Regions from separate parts of the Mus musculus genome. Here region 1 is linked to region 2. A link is a contact called in public promoter capture Hi-C data. All regions are on one chromosome and are shown on one strand. The core of a region is the stretch at or near the end of the contact, and the rest is flanking DNA. Distances in the headings are between cores, read along the strand shown.

Evidence for each region. Promoter capture Hi-C pulls out the DNA fragments that hold promoters and counts their contacts.
Region 1: a promoter capture Hi-C map of trophoblast stem cells shows a contact between it and region 2, with 4 times the contacts expected there. The contact joins two enhancer-like sites. A contact is called at or near these places in 6 of 39 promoter capture datasets (embryonic stem cells, liver, pre-B cells and 2 more) and 1 of 484 Hi-C or Micro-C datasets (embryonic stem cells).

The regions. Positions count from the first base shown.
Region 1 is chr16:9,014,454-9,017,997 of GRCm38.p6, reverse strand. No RefSeq gene overlaps it. Among named protein-coding and RNA genes, the nearest start is that of Gm30444, 19 kb to the right of the region's middle. Within about 2 kb of position 1,462, at least 16 of the 459 cell types and tissues checked have an H3K27ac peak or open chromatin away from gene starts, as enhancers often do. A contact at or near this core is called in trophoblast stem cells, where this site is marked.
Region 2 is chr16:8,791,105-8,794,916 of GRCm38.p6, reverse strand. No RefSeq gene overlaps it. Among named protein-coding and RNA genes, the nearest start is that of Gm25805, 27 kb to the right of the region's middle. Within about 2 kb of position 2,291, at least 38 of the 459 cell types and tissues checked have an H3K27ac peak or open chromatin away from gene starts, as enhancers often do. A contact at or near this core is called in trophoblast stem cells, where this site is marked.

The DNA of each region.
Region 1 (3,544 bases), core at 213-2,712, 220 kb before region 2:
GCTCTGACTTGCTTAGTGGTGCCCTGTTTGGGTTTACTCTCAGTGATGAAGGTGGTGGCGGTGGTGGTGATGGTGACAGTGGTAGATATAATAATGTTCTGGGGTCTTTTTTTTTTCAGTACTGAGATCTAAACCTAGAGGCATGGCTAAGGCAGGCAATACTTAAAACCAACCAAACCAGAAAGGGGCCTGGAACCCAGATGTCAACCATTTTAAGTGCTCAGTTGCAGCAATAAAAAAGTAATGTGACTCAATCAAAGGAGCTGGACAGAAAAACACGCCACCAATCAGGACAGAGGGGCCAGAGCCAGGAGGACTGCAAGTTCCAGACCAGCCCAGGCTATAAGAGCCTTTTATCAGGAGTGTGCAGTGAAGGGGAGGGGTATGAGAACAGACACGTTTCCAAAAGTCTTAAAAAATAGTCAAGTAGCCGGGCGTGGTGGCACACGCCTTTAATCCCAGCACTCGGGAGGCAGAGGCAGGTGGATTTCTGAGTTCGAGGCCAGCCTGGTCTACAGAGTGAGTTCCAGGACAGCCAGGGCTACACAGAAAAACCCTCTCTCTAAAAACCAAAACAAAAAACAAAAATAAAGTCAAGTAAATAAAGACATGCTTACCATCATTAGTCATTAGGGAAATGCAAATCAATACCACAAGATACTACTTCACATCCTTTAGGATGGCTACGATTTAAAAACAAAAAATAAATAAAAGCAGGTTCTGGCAAGATTACAAAATGGCACAGTCACTGTGGGCACACTACGGCACTTCCTCATGAAAACTAAGAATTCAGTTGTCATGCAGTCCTCAATTTCACTTCTGTAATACAACTAGAAAGCCCTGGACTCAGCCTCAGAGACAGCCGCAACCGTAGGCTGGATTCCTTTGCACGTCTATGTAGAGAGGGTTGCTTTTACCTCTTGGTAAACTCAGCCAGCAGCTCCAATAGGAGCTCCTGAGAGCAAGGGCATCTTCTCAGATCATCACAAGCCAGCCACTAGCTGAATATGCCATCCATATTTGCTGAAAGTATACAGGATACCGGGGCCTTGGAGCGAAAGCTTCAAAGGCGGCAAGGATCACTGTGAAACACGCAAGAGCTTCTGAAGTGGCCTCTTCACAAGAGCCTGAGGAAATAGCAGCCCCCAACCCTGCCGACCAGGTACAGATAAGTGTGGCATGTTCGCTATCGTCCCTGGTGCTGGTATAAAATGCCTTGACAAAAGCAACTTAGGAAAGAAAATGTTTATTCTGGCTTGCAGTTCTAAAGGATACATTCTACCATGGAAGACAGGGCAGAAGACGGCTGGTCACATGACATCTGCTCAGCCCAAGAACAGAAAGCTAGGCAGGGCTAAAAAGCCTCAGGTGACTGACTCATTTCCTCCACTGAGGCTCCACCTCCTAAAGGAACTGGGGTGCTAGTGTTCTGACACATGAGCCAATTCCAGACACTTTACACTCAATGTGTGGTTTATTATTCAGCCTTAAAAAGAAAGTTCTGGACAGGACGGGCCTGCCTGCGGCACGGAGCAGCAGCTGCTGCTGCTGCTGCCCCTGCTGCTGCTGCTGCTGCTGCTGCTGCTGCTGCCGCTGCTGCTGCTGCTGCTGCTGCTGCCCCTGCTGCTGCTGCTGCTGCTGCTGCCCCTGCTGCTGCTGCTGCTGCTGCTGCTGCTGCCGCCGCCGCCGCTCACCCTGCTGTGTGGGGGAGAGCCTCGCTGTCTGCAGGCTGCAAGCATGAAGGTCACGCCCACCCTGGGTGCCAGCAGAGTGGCTGGCTGACTCAGAGGGTAAGGTGGTGTGCAGCAGCCAGAAGCTTGTATGGATCCTGCCCCCCAGACACCCTGACTCAGAGCAGCAGTAGGATACTGAGGATGAAGAGTGGTTCATTGCCAGAGGCCATGTTGATGTCCGTTGACTATGCGGCTGTCAGCCACTATGAGCAAGGAAGCTTCTTTTTCAGTGGTATCAATGACTCCAGACTCATACCTGAGAAAGAGAGACACTGAAGACTTCCGTGACAACTTCTCTCCCCACGCCCAAACACAAAAGAAACAGTCCTGTAGAAGAGAGTCCTTAAAAACTGTGATAACGATGCTGAAGTACAGCTCCTCACAGTTGACAACTTCTGGGATAGAGCAGAAGGACTCAGTTTTCTTTAAGAGGCTAGCCACTGGGAGATTGACCATGTTCCAGTGAGTTTATGGGCAACACAAATTGAACTTGGTATTTTGGGGAGACTTGGGGGAGCATGCAAGAGTGAGAGGATGGACCTGGTCAAAATGGGAAGCAAAAGTGGTCATGGTACATTGTATGAAATTGCCAAATAATTAATAAAAATATTATGTTGGCGAGGAGAAGAGGTAGAAAGAATTTAAAAGCAGGAAGATGGGGAAGGGTGATTCAAAATACTGTCCTCTGGATATTTCGTGGCCATGTTTGTGCTCAGGAATTGACATCAGCTATGCCCACCTGCACAAGACCTGCATGAGACCAAGCCAGCTCTCAAAGACCCACTCCTAACTACACACCTATGGGCAGGCGATGGCTCCTGGAGGGGAGAATCATCTGAGGATGTAGCTACTGGTAAATTGTCCATGCTCCAGTGAATTGCTCCCTGCCCATGCACATATGCATGGGTAAGTAATAAAACAATAATAAAAGTCATATATAGTTTTTGTTTTATCCTTTACAAAAGAAAGTCCCTGTGTGTTCTGACACCACAGAGCAATGAAGACATTAAGGAAGGGAAATAAACCAGGGACAAAAAAAAGCGCATAAAAGCTGTGGTGCCACTTGTAACAGGTACCCAGAGAGTGAGTCGTGCATGTTCAGAAAGCAGAATAATGTTTAACAGGGCCTGGGGGGAGAGGGCACCGGCAGTGATGTGCAAAATACAACTGAATTGTATGCTTCAAATGGCTAAGGTGGTAAATGTCTCCCCCACTCTCTCCGCTGAGTAATCCCATAAGCAGATGAGATTACAAACTCCTGATACTAATGGGGTGCAAAGAAGAGGGGAAAAAGCAGAAGGCTCGAGTAGCAGGTTTATTCACAAGTATATCCCCAAAACTTCTGCTATAGCAGCTGCAACAGAGGCACTAGAGGGCTGAGGAGATGGTTCTGCAGACAAGAGCACTTGCTGCACAAGCCTGAGAACCTGGGTTCAAATCCCAGGACTCATGTAAAAAGAGACCTGTATGTCTGTGTCTATAACCCCGTACTGTGAGGGGTAGAGACAGGACCATTAGTAGGGCTTGCTGCTTATTTGCTCCAGTCTCAGTGAGAAGCCCTGTCTCCAACAAATAAGGCAGGTAGTAGAAGGAGATGGGACACGTGACATCCTCTTCTGGCCTCCACGTAAGTGCACACAGCCACGCCCATCTGCCACTCACACCCACTCATACCATACTCACACTCATACATGTGACACGTATACACACAAAAAATAAATAGATAAAATTGTAAAAGAAGTAGAATCAGGTTTTTGGTGGTGGTGGTATTTTGGATTGTTTGTTTGTTTCCTTGCTTGCTCTGCATTTTT
Region 2 (3,812 bases), core at 1,042-3,541:
TGTTCTGTAAGTTGCTTTTGATCTTGGTATCTATCACAGCAATAAAAAGGTAACTAATAATATACATGCTTAAAACTCTGGATTCACGGAGAGTGGTGGTGCACGCCTGTAATCCCAGCACTCAAGAGGCAGAGGCAGGGGGATTTCTGAGTTCGAGGCCAGCCTGGTCTACAGAGTGAGTTCCAGGACAGCCAGGGCTACACAGAGAAACCCTGTCTGGAAAAAAAACAAAACAAAACAAAACAAAAGCCGGGCGTGGTGGCACATGCCTTTAATCCCAGCACTCAGGAGGCAGAGGCAGGTGGATTTCTGAGTTCGAGACCAGCCTGGTCTACAAAGTGAGCTCCAGGACAGCCAGGGCTACACAGAGAAACCCTGTCTCGAAAACCCAAAAAAAAAAAAAAAAAAAAAAAAAAGACAGGTTCTTCTTATTATTAAAGGCGTGTGCCACTACACCCAGCTGTCTCAGACATTTTTTGAGTCTAGTGCCTCAGTCATTTGATTAGCCTGTAAGATGGCTTAGCAGGTAAAGGTACTACCATCTAAGCCTGATGACCCAACTTCAATCCCTAGCACCCACACAATGAAAGGAGAGAACCCAGCCCTATAAATTGTCCTCCGACTTCCATTGGCACACTATGGCATGCATGCATTTGCATGCACAGGAACACAGAGAGAAAAAGGTAGGGGGTGGAGGGAGGGAAGGAGAGAGATAGACAGAGAGACAGAGAGGTCAAGGAAGGATTCCAGCTCACTTCCTAGAGAACTTTCAGGAGTCCAGACTGCAGCTACAGAGGGCTGGACAGCCGTACCAGTGGTACCTGCCCTGCCCTGCTCCTCTCCTGGTGGGTTAAGTTCTTACACATTAGTAAAGTCCCAGCTGGGCATGGTGATGCGTGCCTGCTATCCCAGCGCTTAAGGGGATTGCTGTAAGTTTCAGGACAGCCTGGGCTATAGAAGACCCAGCTGGGATGACAGGGGTGTGACAACCAGTTTTATATGATACTGGGAATCAAACCCAGGGCCTCATACATTCTAGACAATGTCTATGTCCCAGCCAACTCCGAGGATTGATTAGGGTGTGCTCGGCACAGGGTGGGTGTTTAAATGCTGTTCTTCTGTCACTCAGCACCCTTCCCCCGTCTTTCCTTAGCTCACCACCACCACTTGCTTACTCAGTATACTTCACAGTGCCTCCCCAAGCAGAACCATTCCTCCCCTGAGGGGTGCCTGGGGTGCAGTAGATATGAGGGGGGTTGCAGAAAGGAGCAACACCAAGTGGGGACTGATACACTTGTCAGAACCCTTGTTCAAGGGCTTATGTTTCCTCAGCCAAATATTCTGAAGAATTAGTTCCCCTCCCTCCCCATCTCCTAGCGATTGAAAACAGCCGATGGCAGGCTCCATTCCAGAGTACAGTGATGGCTCACACCTTTAATCCCAGGCAGATTTCTAAATTCGAGGCCAGCCTGGTCTACAAAGTAAGCTCCAGGACAGCCAGGGCTACACAGAGAAACACTGTCTCAAAAAACAAACACAACAAAACAAACAAACAAAGAGTGGGATAAAAATAGTGGCCACATCCTTGTGGCCCATCTCCCAGGCTCTTTTGTGATCTAAGGACAAAAAGTCCAAAAGAGGGCTGGAGAGATGGCTCAGTGGTTAAGAGCGCTGACTGCTCTTCTGAAGGTCCTGAGTTCAAGTCCGAGCAACCACATGGTGGCTCACAACCATCCATAACGAAATCTGATGTCCTCTTCTGGAGTGTCTGAAGACAGCTACAGTGTACTTACATATAATAAATAAATAAACCTTAAAAAAAAAAAAACTACAAAAGAGCTGCACCCCCAATACCCATCTCTACCCATCTCTAGGATATATCAGAAACTAAAGGCAAATTTCTTTCCAGTTTGAAGCTAAGTGCCTACAGCTGGTTGTTCGTGGATTCTAATTCACCTCCGAGAGGATTTTCAGTTCAGAATGCAGCTGCAGATGAAACTGTACTCTGGTTTGGTGTTTTTTTGGTTTTTTGTTTGTTTGTTTGGTTTGGTTTGTTGTTGTTGTTGTTTTTGTTTTTCGAGACAGGGTTTCTCTGTGTAGCCCTGGCTGTCCTGGAACTCACTTTGTAGACCAGGTTGGCCTTGAACACAGAAATCTTCCTGCCTCTGCCTCCCGAGTGCTGGGATTAAAGGTGTGTGTCACCTATAGATGCACAATTCACTAGCAACCAAAAAGGGACAGTTGTGATGCCCTAGTAGATGCTTAGAGAGGCCGGACTTCTGGAAGCGGGGAGCCACAGGCCCACAGGAAGTTTTTTTTATAGTAGCATCTTTTGTTCTGCATTTCCCGTGCTCTGGGGAGTCTACTCATTTTTAGATTTCTTTTTCTTTTTCTTTTTTTTTTTCTTGAAGGTGCTGAGAAATGAACCTAGGATCCCGTTCATGCTAAGTAAGTGCTTGTAAAGGTTTGAATATGCTTGGCCTTCAGGAAGTGGTACTATGAGGAGGTGTGGCCTTGTTGGAGGAAGTGCGTCACTATGTAGGCGGACTTTGAGGCTCCGCCCAGTAGGGATAGAAGGTATTCCTGGCTGTCCTCAGACCAGGATTTCGAACTCTTCCTGCACCGTGTCTTCCTGGACGCTGTGATGCATCACGTCGTGACGATAGTGGACCTCTGAAACTGTAAGTCAGCCCCATTTAAATGTTTTTTATAAGAGTTGCCTTGTTCCTGGCGTCTCGTCACGGCAATGCAACCCTAACCCAGACCGTGCTCTACCACTGAGTAACATCCCAGCCCCTTAAAAAAAAAAAAAAAAGTCTCGCCGGTCGGATGTGGTGGCGCACGCCCTTAATCCCAGCACTCAGGAGGCAGAGGCAGAGGCAGAGGCAGAGGCAGGCAGATTTCTGAGTTCGAGGCCAGCTTGGTCTACAGAGTTCCAGGACAACCAGGGGAACACAGAGAAACCCTGTCTCGAAAATCAAAAAACAAACAAAAAAAGAAAAACGTCTCATTTTGTTTTTGTCCTTTTGTTTTTGTTTTTGTTTTGTTTTGTTTTGGTACAGGGTCTAGTGTCCATTCCTAACCTCAAACTTGATATGTAGCTAACAAAGGCCTTGGATTTCTGATCCTCCTGCCTCTACCTCCTGAGTGTTGGGACTATTTGGGTACGGCCAAGATGGGATAGATCCAAGACTTTAGGGGTGCTAAGCAAACACTGGGCCTAGTCGTCATCGTCATCGTCGTCGTTACCTTTCTTTTCTATTTTTTTATATTGAAAGAAGGTCTCATTAAATTGTACATGCATGCTTTGAACTTTTAATCCTCCTGCCTCAGCTTCTCGAGTAGTTAGAATACAATCTGCACGACCAGACCAGGTTCATTCAGCTCACACTCATGCCATCTCTCCCAGACATGAGATTGTACAGTGGTATCATAATACTATAAATTGCTGAGCAGTTGTGCTCAGCAGTTAAAGCTGTTTGCTGACAAGCCTGACAAACTGAGTTTGATCCCCAGGATACAGAAAGTTGTCCTTTGACCTCTCTCCCTGTGTTGTAGCATGTGGCACAGGTGCACATGAGAGCATGCCTGTACATGTAAGTACAGAAATGTGTGTGCAAGTACACACACTCAGACACGAAATGCTAAATTGTGTTTACTCTTTGAACTAGCAAATCCCCATGCAGGAATTTCTTCCTAGGGAAATCCTCAAAGATCCATTTCTGAGACTTAACTACAAAGGTGCTTGTCCCAGCTTTCCAGAAATCCAGAATATTGGATCCACTCCAATTATCTTACAAAAGGAATACCAT